2 separate regions of the Mus musculus genome follow, and region 2 is linked to region 1. Evidence: chromatin contacts called from public Micro-C data. All regions are on one chromosome and are shown on one strand. Each heading gives the region's core, a stretch centred on a gene start, on an enhancer-like site or on the middle of the called end of the contact. The rest is flanking DNA. Distances are from core to core; before and after follow the strand shown. Region 1 holds the start of P4ha3 (procollagen-proline, 2-oxoglutarate 4-dioxygenase (proline 4-hydroxylase), alpha polypeptide III). Region 2 overlaps Ppme1 (protein phosphatase methylesterase 1).

What was found. Hi-C and Micro-C count contacts between places; a contact is called where the count stands out from the background.
Region 2: a Micro-C map of granulosa cells shows a contact between it and region 1, with 2.6 times the contacts expected there. The contact joins the enhancer-like site here to the promoter of P4ha3 in region 1. A contact is called at or near these places in 22 of 39 promoter capture datasets (the 3T3-L1 cell line, 3T3-L1-derived adipocytes, HPC-7-derived erythroid cells and 15 more), 7 of 15 datasets of contacts at CTCF or cohesin (the G1E-ER4 cell line, the NIH/3T3 cell line, embryonic stem cells and 3 more), 181 of 484 Hi-C or Micro-C datasets (the 3T3-L1 cell line, 3T3-L1-derived adipocytes, the 4T1 cell line and 93 more), 34 of 115 datasets of contacts at active chromatin or transcription factors (the NIH/3T3 cell line, SST interneurons, astrocytes and 26 more) and 6 of 9 other capture datasets (adipose tissue, embryonic stem cells, embryonic tail and 3 more).

The regions. Positions count from the first base shown.
Region 1 is chr7:100,281,963-100,288,282 of GRCm38.p6, forward strand. It overlaps P4ha3 (procollagen-proline, 2-oxoglutarate 4-dioxygenase (proline 4-hydroxylase), alpha polypeptide III), which reads left to right and starts at 3,558. Exons shown (of 13, transcript NM_177161.4): 1 at 3,558-3,764. The coding sequence starts at 3,571.
Region 2 is chr7:100,333,810-100,339,757 of GRCm38.p6, forward strand. It overlaps Ppme1 (protein phosphatase methylesterase 1), which reads right to left. Exons shown (of 14, transcript NM_028292.2): 9 at 4,561-4,684; 10 at 1,239-1,368; 11 at 119-163. Among named protein-coding and RNA genes, the nearest start is that of Ppme1, 35 kb to the right of the region's middle. Within about 2 kb of position 2,327, at least 1 of the 459 cell types and tissues checked has an H3K27ac peak or open chromatin away from gene starts, as enhancers often do. A contact at or near this core is called in granulosa cells, where this site is marked.

The DNA.
Region 1 (6,320 bases), core at 2,308-4,807:
TGCTCCATTTTCCTGCCATCGTACTTATTTGAAAATCTTGATATTTTCCTCAATCCTTTTATTCTTATATTTTTTTCCTAAAAAAGTAACATTTCCCAAAAGCTAAAAATGCTTTTCATTTTTTGACCTTCAAAAATACAGGTTTAAAACATAAAGTCCAAACAAGAAACCACAGCAGCTTTCTAAACACCAAAAGGAACTTGAGACCTAAGAATGTTCAAAAACATCTTCCCTACTAAAGGAATTCAAAAGAATTTCTATGCTGTAGGATATTCTTTTAGGAAAGACGAAATGTACATTTTACCCTGTCTTGCCCACAGTGTGCAGATACAAAAACCTGGAGAAAATGCATGAGGCAGGAGCATTTGAGGACTCTGAACTCCTAATACTTGTATCCAGTTCTAGCAAATAAATGGCAGAGTGGGTTAACTGAAGCCCCAGGGGTGGGGGGACACAAGGAACTGGCAAGTGTCAGGACACAGTGGGGAAGGCCTCAAGAGTGAAATTCTGTAACTCCTAGGCCCAGTATTAATCAGTATGTTGTGGATTTGATGCTTAAGAGCATTGCATAGGCTTGAGTACTGAGACACAGAGTACACCACTGTCCACATCCCAAACTGCCCAATTGTGTGCACAACCTGAATGCATCTGAATGTCACTGCAGCTGAAGTAGTGTTGGTGTTGCAGTTGCAGAGGTAAGTCACATGGGACCCGAGACTACCTGGAATAATGGCGTGCCAGAGAGAAAGTAAAGAAGAGCCAGACACGTAGGACATAAAATTCCAACTGTCCAGTGTTCAATCCAAGAATTCTTAGCATACAAAGAGTAAAGAAAATCTCAATTAGCATAAAAAGGAAATAAAAGAGAAAAACAAAACAGAAAAGGCAGCCGATAAATGTTGATGACAACAAAGCACAAATGTTGAAGGTGTTGAAAACAATGTTAGACGATGCTCTAGGAAGCCCGGGTGAGCATGCTTGAAATGAAGAGAAAGCTGAGAAAGACAGAAGACAAGAGGACAAACCAAATAGAAATGCTAAGACTGATTGCAGAATTGAGGTGACAGAGGAGTTGGCATATTTAAACACAGATCCACAGAAAGTGTGTAATGTGAATGAGAGAAAAATCACTTTAAAAATAACCCGAGCCTCAAAGACCTGATAGGAAGTACCAGATTTCTGCATTCAAAAAATTCAAGACAATTCAGGAAAAAAAAAAAAAAGTAGGACCAGTTCTCAAATTTGATAAAAGTCACAACTTACAGAAGCAAGACATTTAAGTGACCTCTAAAAAGGACAAACTCAAAGAATTCGATGCCTAGCATTAAACTGCTGAAAGATAAAAGCAAAGGAAATATGACAGAAAACTCTTTGAAACTAGCTAGAGAGAACGTTACCAGAGTGACTGAAGGAGCTGGGCATTTTCCACAGAGGACAGAGAACGTTAAGGTGCCAGAAGGAAAGCAATGTGAACGTGAAATTTTATAGCCAGGGAGACAAGCCTCAGCAATAAAGCAATCCTAGAGGAAAGAACATTAAGAGACTCCATTGCCATGCAGCCTGCTCTAAAACAGTTGCTATGGAGACTGAATCAAGAACCAAAACATCTCCCAAAAGAAAGCTTAGAATTAACTGACTTTAATGGTGAATTCTTCAAGCTACTCAAAGAAGAACAAATTTCAATCCTTTCCAGATTCTTCTAAACTGTAGGAAAGGAGGGAACAATTCCCACTGTGATCTCTGAAATTAGTTTTACATTGATATAAAGACCAGACAAAAATAATTCGAGAAAACTATGGGCTACCTTCTCTTATAATAAAGATACAAAAATGTTACAACAAAATATCAACAAACAAAATCCAGCAACATATTAATGTGAATGTGCATTGTGACCTAAGAGGATTTACATTAGGCATTTGAGGTTGGTTTAACATACAATAATTTATGTAACACCCTATATGGACGTGGATGGGGAAAACTCAGCTCAGGCCTTCAGTAAGAGCAGTGTGTATGCACTCTTAGCTGCTGGCCTTCTCACCCGCCCAAGTTTCCTATTGCTTAGACAAGTTATCACAAACTCTGGGGCTTATAATAACCCAGATTTTTTTATCCTACTGCCTCAGAATTCAGAAGTCTGAACCGATGTATTAGACTTTTTCAGCACTGTGACCAGATATCTGACAGACACACTGTAACAGAGAAAAGATTTCTTTGACTCCTGGAGCCCATCATGAAAAGGAAGGTGTGTTGGCAGGTCTTGCCCCGTCTGGTGGCTAGCATATGTGGCCGGTGCTCACATCCAGCAGACAGAAACCTGATGGCTCTGGCCAGCAGTGAAGCCTTAGTGAACCTAGTGGAGTATGTAAGCCCTACTTCCCCAAAGCTCCATAGCTTGGTTTTTACCAAGTATTCAAGAGGATGAAACTGTGAGGTTCATTTCAAATTCAAACCGTAACGAATAGGTGTCACGAGATAAAATCAAGGTATTGGCAGATCTGTTCTTCCTGCAGACTAGGAAAGATCTGTCCCCCAGCCTTCTCAACCTTCTAGAAGCTACCTACAACCTGTTACTCACAGACCGTTTATCCATTTTCAAAGTCGCAACACAGCATCATCAAGTCTCTGATTTGGCTGTTATTGTCCTGTATCTTTCTTTGCCGTTTGTTTGTTTGTTTTTCGAGACAGGGTTTCTCTGCCTCCCAAGTGCTGGGATTAAAGGCGTGGGCCACCACCGCCCGGCTTTTTCTTTGCCTTTTTAAAAGGACCTTGGCAACTGCGTTGAGCTCACCAGGATAATCCAGGATGGCCTAAAGTCAAGATACTGTTAGAACTACACACATTGACTCTGTGAAGCTCTCTCCCCATCAAAGCATGCCAGGGGAAGCCCCTCTTTGGGGATGAGGTCCTCACCCATTGCACACAGCCTGTGGTTGCCCATTTTGTGTTTTTATGGTGGTTTACATTTCCATTTCCCTTTATGAGCAGCGGGCTGCATCTGCACCTACTATAGCACAGATGTTACTGAACACTTAAATGAATGAGTAAATGAATAAACATTGCTGGGCAAAAGGGATAGCGGGGTGAAAGAAACAAGCAGCCTAGTAGAATATAATGATGGTATTTTTGTGTGACTCTGTAGTGACTCGATCCTAGAGTTTCAGCTTCTGTAAGTCCTAGCCATCTTTCAAGATCACCTGAGGTCCTGTCCTCTGTGAAGACTTTACCCCTCTGCCCCAGCCACCTGCACTTCTGTCACCATGCTGTGTCACCCTTTGGAGTTCCCCTCATAATCCAGAGGTTTTTGTGTCCTCCCCTGTCCCACAGGAGGAATTTGGATGATGGCTCAGCACGGCTGTAACTAGAGAAATCACTGCTCACCCGCGCTCGCCTCAGTTCCCCCAAATGTGACAGGCACGGTGGAATCAGTGTGGAGTTAGCGGCGGGCCAGGCACTAAGGAATTCAGTGCTGAGGGGACGGAGGCGGCCAAGGGCGGGCGACGGAAGGCTGCGGGCGGGCGGGCGGGCCGGGGCGGCGCCGGGCGAGAGCGCGGAGGGACGCGCGACCCTGCGATGGGCCCAGGGGCGCGGCTGGCTCTGCTGGCGCTGCTGGCGCTCGGGGGAGACCCCGCGGCGGCCACGGGGCGGGAGGACACGTTCTCCGCGCTGACCAGCGTGGCGCGCGCCCTGGCGCCCGAGCGCAGGCTGCTGGGGACACTGAGGCGCTACCTGCGCGGCGAGGAGGCGCGGCTGCGCGACTTGACCAGGTGAGGGCGTCTCCAGGGAGCCGGGATGCTCAGCGACTGAGGGTGAGGAGTAACTGAGGCCCAAAGTGACTTCCAGACCCAACTGTCATGTGGTGGGGACCCTGAGACACTTTGAAGGGGAATGAGGAGTTCTGTGTCACTCTCTCTCTCTCTCTCTCTCTCTCTCTCTCTCTCCCTCTCTCTCACTCTCTGTGTCTGTCTGTCTGTCTGTCTGTGTCTGTCTCTTTGTCTCTGTGCCTGTCTCTCTGCCTCTTTGTGTGTGTGTCTCTGTCTCTCTGTTCCGGTCTCTGTCTCTCTCTGTGTCTATGTGTCTGTATGTATGTGTGTTTGTCCGTGTCTCTGTCTCTTTCTGTTTCTCTGTCTCTCCCTGTCTCTCTGTCTCTCACTCTCTGTCTCTGTCACACACAAACACACACCCCGGGGTGTGACACCACCCCCCATCCACCTTCACATGTCCAAGTTGATACACTGTGAAAAAGTGTAGGTAGCATGGAGATTCTAGAGTCCAGTTGGATCTCACAAATACTGTGTCAAGCAGCAAATGACCTTGGACTTCTTGTCAAGTTACTGCTGACACAGTAGAATGCTGTGGTGACCATTATAGCTCTTATTTCTTTTTCCATGGGTAAAAGTTCTCTGAATGTAAGTAGTAGCTGAGAGGTTGTATGTATGTGAAAATGTCTGACTCCAAAGAAAACACTGTGAAAAACTACTTCACACGGGGTAATACTGGGAGTAGTGTGCACAAACACACAGCCAACATTATTTTTTATGCAGTCAGCAAAGTAGAGTTAGATCCTGGAAGGTAAACTGTTGTAAAGTGTGGGACTTAGAGCACTAATCAGTGTCCAAGATGAAAAAGGAATGCTTGCATATGATACCAACATGTCTTGTGCCTTCTTTGCTTTGGACACTGAGAAGCCCACGGACTATAAGGCACAGTTGTTTCCACATAAATCCAATTGATCTTACAAACTTGTCTAGACAGAGCAGAAGCACATCATTTGATTTCCAGTAACTTTAAATTTCAAATCCATTCCCATGCCAACCCGCCCTGCTCCACTCCCACAAATGTTTATAAGAAATGGTCATGAAGGACAGCCAGTTTCGTAAGGGTTGGCTTAATCCTGCAGTCTGCTCTTCAAATGCCATTGGTGGCAACTGATGGCTTGTAGTTAGACACGCATTTGTTTGAGTTGCAGTATCAAATTGGTTTGTTAAAAAAAAAAAACCTGCAGATTACATTCTTACACTAAGAAAAACAGGCTGTAAGCAGGAGACAAGTTTAGGAAAAGCTAATAAAAGACACCTGTCTATACTAAAAAAAAGGAGGAGGAGGAGGAGAAAAAAGGGAAGAGGAGGAAGAAGGGAAAAAGGAGAGGAGGAGGAGATGGAGGAGGAGGAAAAGAAGAGGAGGAAGAGGAGAAAGCCAATGCAGGAGAAAGTGTGTGGAACACTGTGGGTACCAAGTGACTCAGAGTCTAGATTCAGGAGCTCAACAGGTCTCTGAATTTTTGACTCTGACCGTGTTATATCTTTAAGCTTTAGTTTCCTAATCTAAACAATGATGCTTTAATGGTTATTCCCATAGGGTTCTTGGAACGATTGTGTCCAGGTAAAGTTATTTATCATTGAGCTTAACATGTAGTAAGTTACTGAAAAAATGTTAACTCCCTATGACTCTTCAAGGCTGGCTGATCAAGTAGACTCGGCGCAGTGGGGAGGCTGAGGCAGGAAGACTGCTGTGAACCAAGCAACACAAGAGCAGACCACCGCTGCTCAGTGACTAAGTATTAAATTAACCCTGCCAATGGAAGCACTAGCTGGGATTCTAAAAGATTAAAAAGGGAATTTTTAAAATCCCAGATCCGTTTCTCAGATGATTATGAACATTTAGTCTCATCACAGGCAATCTGATGCTCTAGAGGCTGTGATTCTGTCCCCTGGTCATGCTCGAAAGCCAGCGTGAAGTGTTTACTTTTTAAAAATGATTTTTTAAATCATTTTTTAAAAATTGGGGTAGTTTCAGCTCACTTTTCTATAGATTCAATCTGTTGATTTTATATAAGTTGAAATGTTATTTCTAATGCCCCTGTTTTATATACTTTGAGTTTCTAAATCAGGAAATGAAGTGGCTTTGGCTGCTGAGGCTGCTCTACCTGCTAATGGATAGAAAATGTTCTAATTAGAGCCCCCATCACCGAGTACCCAGTAGAGCACACAGTCTGCATGGGGGAGGGGGGGTAGTCTAGTTTGTTTTGTTGGTGCCATTTAAGAAACACAAAGAGTAAAAGAGTTGGAGTGATTTCTGAGCTTAGAATGAAGCATTCAGAAGGTCTCAGAAGGATGAAGGCAAAGCCATCTCTCAGTTTCAAGGGAGAAAAGTATCGAATTGACATGGCCCATGGCTTGCGGCTGAATAACCTCCCCAGGAAGCTAACTGCAGGGATTGGGTTGCAAATTTTATGTGCAGATTCTTGAAGGAAAGGATCTGATTTTCCACTCTCAGCAGCATTTGTTAAAGCAAAAAGGCATTTAGGAAAGCCTGAGGTTGGC
Region 2 (5,948 bases), core at 1,077-3,576, 51 kb after region 1:
GACTCTAATGCTCATGCTCTCTCAGTGTATTCACCACCCCAGAATATCAATTTTCCTAGGATTGCCCATCTCCTTGCCCTTAGAAAAGGACCCATGGCACAATTGCTGGATGACTTACCCTGCATCTGGCCTATGGTCAGATCTTTATCCAATCTGTCAACACCTAGAACAAAACAGGAGAATCTGAATAGCTCCCTGGAAAAGGCCTTGTGCAATGGGTTTTGCTGCGTACTGAGTAAACACTGCTACAGAACTATAAAGACCACTGCACTTTCAATCAGATGGATACAATTCTTTGACTCCCATATTCTCAACAGATGAAAAATTTTGGGTTGAGATTTCTGGGTAATAATGTTCATTTTTAAAATTTATTTATAAATAAATTTATGTATAAGTATTTTGTTTATATGTATATATATATGTACCACATATGCACCTGGCACATGTGGAGGTCAGAAAAGGGTGTTAGAACTGGAGTTACAAATGGTTGTGAGCCACGTATGGGTAGTGGGACCTGAATTCAGGTTCTCTGGAAGAATAACAAGTATCTTTAACTGCTAAGCAATCAGTGCAGCCCAATCATGTGCACTACAGATGTTTAGATGAAAATATCATTTTACTGTCTCAATTCTCACAGCGTTCAGAATGCTCTAGGAGTTGGGTTCAGTCAGGTACTCAGGGCAACACCACGCAGCACTGGAGGGGTTTAAACCTGTTAGGTTTAGGCCTGTACAGGGGCAGTTTAGAAGGGGGTTTCTCTACTTTAGAAGTCACACCCATGTTGGTTAATCTTAACAGTTGTGATGAGGTCACATCTAGATGACAGTATTCTGACAATTCTATGGACGCACTGTCCCACAATTCATGGGGAAGCCATAACCTCCAGTGGATTTGAAGATGGGGTCTACAAAAGATAAAATGAGGTTGTAGGGGTAGGGGGGGTCTCTGACACAATACCATTATTGTCCTTGTAAAAGACCCCAGAAAACTGTCTTGCTTTCTCTTATCCATGTGAAAGCACAGAAGGTCTGTGAACCAGGAAGACCTGAGAACGTAGTCCAACCCAAACCCAAACCTCTAATCTTACACTGTCAGCCCCGACGGTGAGAAACGCAGGGTTCAGTTCTTGAAGCCACCCAATCTATTTGAGTATTTCAAATATTTGATTATTTCAGCCAAGGAAACACACACACACACACACACACACACACACACACACACACACACACACCACTTACCTGCCAAGAGCAGCAGTTTAGGAATAGGACAGCTAAGAAAGAGATTGGATAAGCCCCGGAACCAGCCATCCCAGTACTTTTCTGTTTTTGCCAGCTCAATTCTCCAGGTGTATGGGTGATCCTTCTTGGTCTGTAGGAATGAAAGCAAGGTGAGCCTGAGGGTGAGCAGGTCTGGGGTGAGGAAGGGGAGCCAGCACAGGTGAGAACCCACTACAGCCCAGATACTCAGTGTGCATTGAACCCTTCTCACAGCACTGCCCGCTGCTCTAATTTTGACTTTTGGATAACCCTAAGCTTTCTTTTTCACTCCTATTTGCTTTCTTCTGGTTCTCATAAGTCTCCTGCCTCAACCTCCCAAATGGCCAGTACTACAAACAAGGTCTGACACAACCACTGGTAACTTTTGGTAAATTTAGGAAGCAAATAATTATTGAGCCAAGATGGAACTTTTCTTTCAGTGAGTAAAAAGGACAGATCATCAAAGAGCCATACAAAGACCACAGTGTAGTAAAACAAAAGAATGTTCCCCACCCTGAAACCAACCTAAGTGAGAGACAAAGCAGAGCCTCCTCCAAGCTAGGATCACTATCAGAGGACTGTGGTAGACGTCCTCAAGAGAACAAGCTCAGTTGTGAGTACAGGGCTGTTTTCTTAGTTCTGAACTGATGACAATGACCAGGAACAGTCATTCTAAAAAGGTGACATGACAAATGTGTCTACATCTGCCTTCTCCTGACAACTGGGTGGCGAATGGCGCACAGTGTGCTATCAAATAGCTGGGCTGTGGTCATACACACCTTTAATCCCAGCACGGGGAGGGGGGGGGACGGGGACAACGGGACGACAGATGCAGGCAGATCAGAGTTCAAGGCCAGCCTGGTCTACAAAGCAGGTTCTAGAACAGCCAAGGCTCTACAGAGAAACCCTGTCTTGAAAAACAAAAACCAAAACCATCAAACAGAAATGTAGGTAGACTACTAAGTGATCCCATACTTGCCTGAATCATGGAACTAGGTCAGATACAACTGAAACAATCACAGGATGGTGCACCAACTGCAACATGGAATCTAGATGTGGACGAGACGACACCATCTGCTCAAGGTCAGTAAGTGACTAAGATGTCCACATCACCCAAAGTGACTCACAGTCAGTGGGATCCAAGTCTAAATGGTGCTTTTTGATATTTTAATGATTCTAAAATTATCTAAGATTACATACAATTCTGAATATCTAACCAACTTTGCAAAAGAAGATAACTCATTTTTTACTTCAAAACAGTATAATCTGTAGTAATTAAAAGTTTCTGGGGGGAAAAAAGGGGCTGGAGAGATGGCTCAGTGGTTAAGAGCACTGACTGTTCTTCCAGAGGTCCTGAGTTCAATTCCCAGGAACCACATGGTAGCTCATGGCCATCTGTAATGAGATCTGACGCCCTCTTCTGGTGTGTCTGAAGACAGATACAGTGTACTCACATAAAATAAATAAATAAATTTTTAAAAAAGTTTCTGACTTAGAGAATACAGTTCAGTGGCACAGGTTTAGCATGTTGAGGCCTATGAACCATAAAACCAAGAAAGTTTATAGTGTCATTAAAGACAGACAAGGGAAACAGAGTCCTAGAAGTGGACATTGAGTACACGGTCAAATGACCTCTGCTAAGGGTATCAAGAGTATTGGTGGGGCACAGGCCCCCTTCACAGTGCTGAGGTAAACAAGTGCAGCATGTCAGAGAACATTGAGGCACTGAGAATGAAAAGATGCCCCACAACAATAGGCAACAATGAGACATGAGCTTGTAGTACAAGCACTCTGGAGCTGAGACAGGAGACTGCCAGTGTGAGGCCAGCTTGAACTAAAGAATAACACTCTTATCTTAAAAACCGAACCAGAACCTCCCTCAATGAGATGCTACTTCACAATACCCAGACTGCTACAGTCAGAGACAGGCAGCAATATGAGAACTAGATGGAGAAACCAGAAGCCTCATTTTCTCAGCTCTCCACAGTGAAAAAAGTTCTATAGAAAAATCTATATATTTGTCATTGGGGTGGGGGGAGGAGTGGTTTTGAGTGCCTCCCACTGACCTACATGCCTGGCCCTTTCTGCTTTTCTTGTTCTTGTAATTTTTAAGACAGGTGTTACTAAGTCACCCAACTTTCAAACTTATTTTGTCCAGTCAGGCCTCAAATTTGTGATCCCTCTGCCTCAGACTCCCAAGTCCAATTTCTGAATTAAGATGCTACTATATTGCAATATGAGAGAAAAACCTCCCTTCACCTTACGGGGTTTTGAGGCCCCAAAACATGAGGCATTCTTTATATATTTGCAAATTCTAAAGAAGTATGAAATATTCTGATCAACGATCTTAAGAATGGCTGAGAGATCCTCATTAAATAAAAAATACTTTGAAAAGATGTACTCTTCTTGCCAACAGCAGCATCCCCAAAGGCAAGGGATTATGTGGTAACACAACCTTACCTGGCATTAAGAAGTCACCATCCGCCCTAGGAAGTCACTAACACCTCACCAAGCAGCACTATCCATCAGCAGCCTCAAACAGTTGCTCCACCAGAATCCCTACTTACACAGACACGAAATAACATAATTTGTTTGCTTGGGTAATGATTTCTATTAAATTCAAAGGCAACAGGAGGCATCACTGACAGTCAGGCGTCCACAGCATCTTTAAATGTGGTTTAATTATTAAGACCTGATATAAGAAATTTTCAGGGCTGGTGAGATGGCTCAGTGGGTAAGAGCACCCGACTGCTCTTCCGAAGGTCAGGAGTTCAAATCCCAGCAACCACATGGTGGCTCACAACCATCCGTAACAAGATCTCTCTTCTGGAGTGTCTGAGGACAGCTACAGTGTACTTGCATATAATCAATAAATAAATCTTTAAAAAAAAAAAAAAAAAAAAAAAGAAATTTTCAGAAGTGGTACACTGCACCATATCGTTGTAAGTGTACGATGCAGATGGACTGATAGACACTGAGGTCAGAAAGCTTGTTCCAAGAGACAAGCCTTGAGAGGCAGTAAGAGCTGGACAGTCATAGGATACAGATACAAAATGAGATTTTTTCCCCCTTAGAGAAAGCAGAGGAACCTACAGGAGTGAGAAGAGCCTGGGAGGAAGTCTGAGGGAACACAGTAAGTTTTTCACTCTAGCTGCTGCATACTGCATTCGTGCCCTCCACTCAATGCTCTCTTACCGTGGTGCCTCTGCCCACTAAACTATTCAATTCTAAATAATCAAAAATAACAATTCTATCTCGGCTTCCCCTTCTCCCCTCATCTGTTGAGGATGAGACCGTCACTCACTTCCATGTCGTCTTCCTTTTTCCTCTTGTTAACTGACTCACTTCCTTCCTCATCTTCTTCCTCCTCCTCTATGATTCCTTCCACTATGGATTTGGAACCTTCTGGACTTGTAATTCCTTCACACCTGGATTGAAAACAAAACTTTCGTGAATGCCTTACCCAGCTATCTTAGATATCCTTATGGCCTTTTATAATCAAACGTTAGAGCTAAAACCGTTCCTGGGAGGAAGATGTGTGGTTTTAGGGCTGGGGGAGGTCAAGACCAACTGTGGCTATATGCGAATGGCTAGTTTCCAGTTCTTGTACCAATAAGGACCCATAAAAAGGGAGTAGCCATCTTCTGGATAAGGATAGTGGTTTTATTGGTATTTTTAGATGACTCTCATAGCAATTCTCTGAAGTAGTCCTGAATAGTTAAGAACAACGACCAAAGAGGACAGTAAAAAGTCCTGAGGAGTTACAATTTACTGATGGAAACTGGCAATTACTGTGACAATGGCCAGCAGCTTGACAAGGAAGTTTCTCTGTGTAGCCCTGGCTGTCCTGGAACTCACTTTGTAGACCAGGCTGGCCTCGAACTCAGAAATCCGCCTGCCTCTACCTCCTGAGTTTGAGTTCCAGCATTCATGTAAAGAGCCAGATGTGGAGGGAGTCTGGAACCCCAGTGTTAGGGAGGTAGATCCTTGGAGCTCATTGGCTAGCCAGCTTAGCTGGATGTATGATGAGCTCCAGGTTCAATGAGAGAGCCTGTCTCAAAAAGTGACCTGAGATTAACCTCAGTGCTGGGATTAAAGGCGTGCGCCACCATGCCCAGCTGTTTTAGTGCTAGAAAAGGAGAAGTTGCTGCTCATAAAAATCTGTCACTCTCCCTTCAGTTTACAAAAATTATCTTTAAAATACTTTTTAAACAGTGTGTTTTGGTCATGTTTTTTCTACTCCCTGACCCCTCTCAGATTTTCCCTGCCTCTCTACCCACCCAACTTTATGTTCTTTGTCTTTCTCAAAAAGGAAAATCAACTGAAATTGAAGATCAAAAAACCAGAACAAAACAAGTGCACAGAAAAACATGGAGTCCATTTTACAATAGGCCTATGGGAAAACCTACTCCTCTTATCTGTTAAGGAGAGAGTGGGGGCCGACCCTTCAGTTTTTTTGTCCTCTCCCTACCCTTTCTTATCCTCTGTTCTTCCTTGCCAAGCTGTGTTCTCAAAAATAATTTGTCTGTATTGTGTAGCACAAACCCTGTCTCTGACTACCCTCAGCTCTCCTAAGGGGAACCACGGGGCCGGGTGTTCATGATTTCCTATAATTACATAGGAACGCGGTACTGTTGTTTGCCCGCTTACACGTTTAGGTTTGACAGTTTTATACACATACAGAAAAACTGT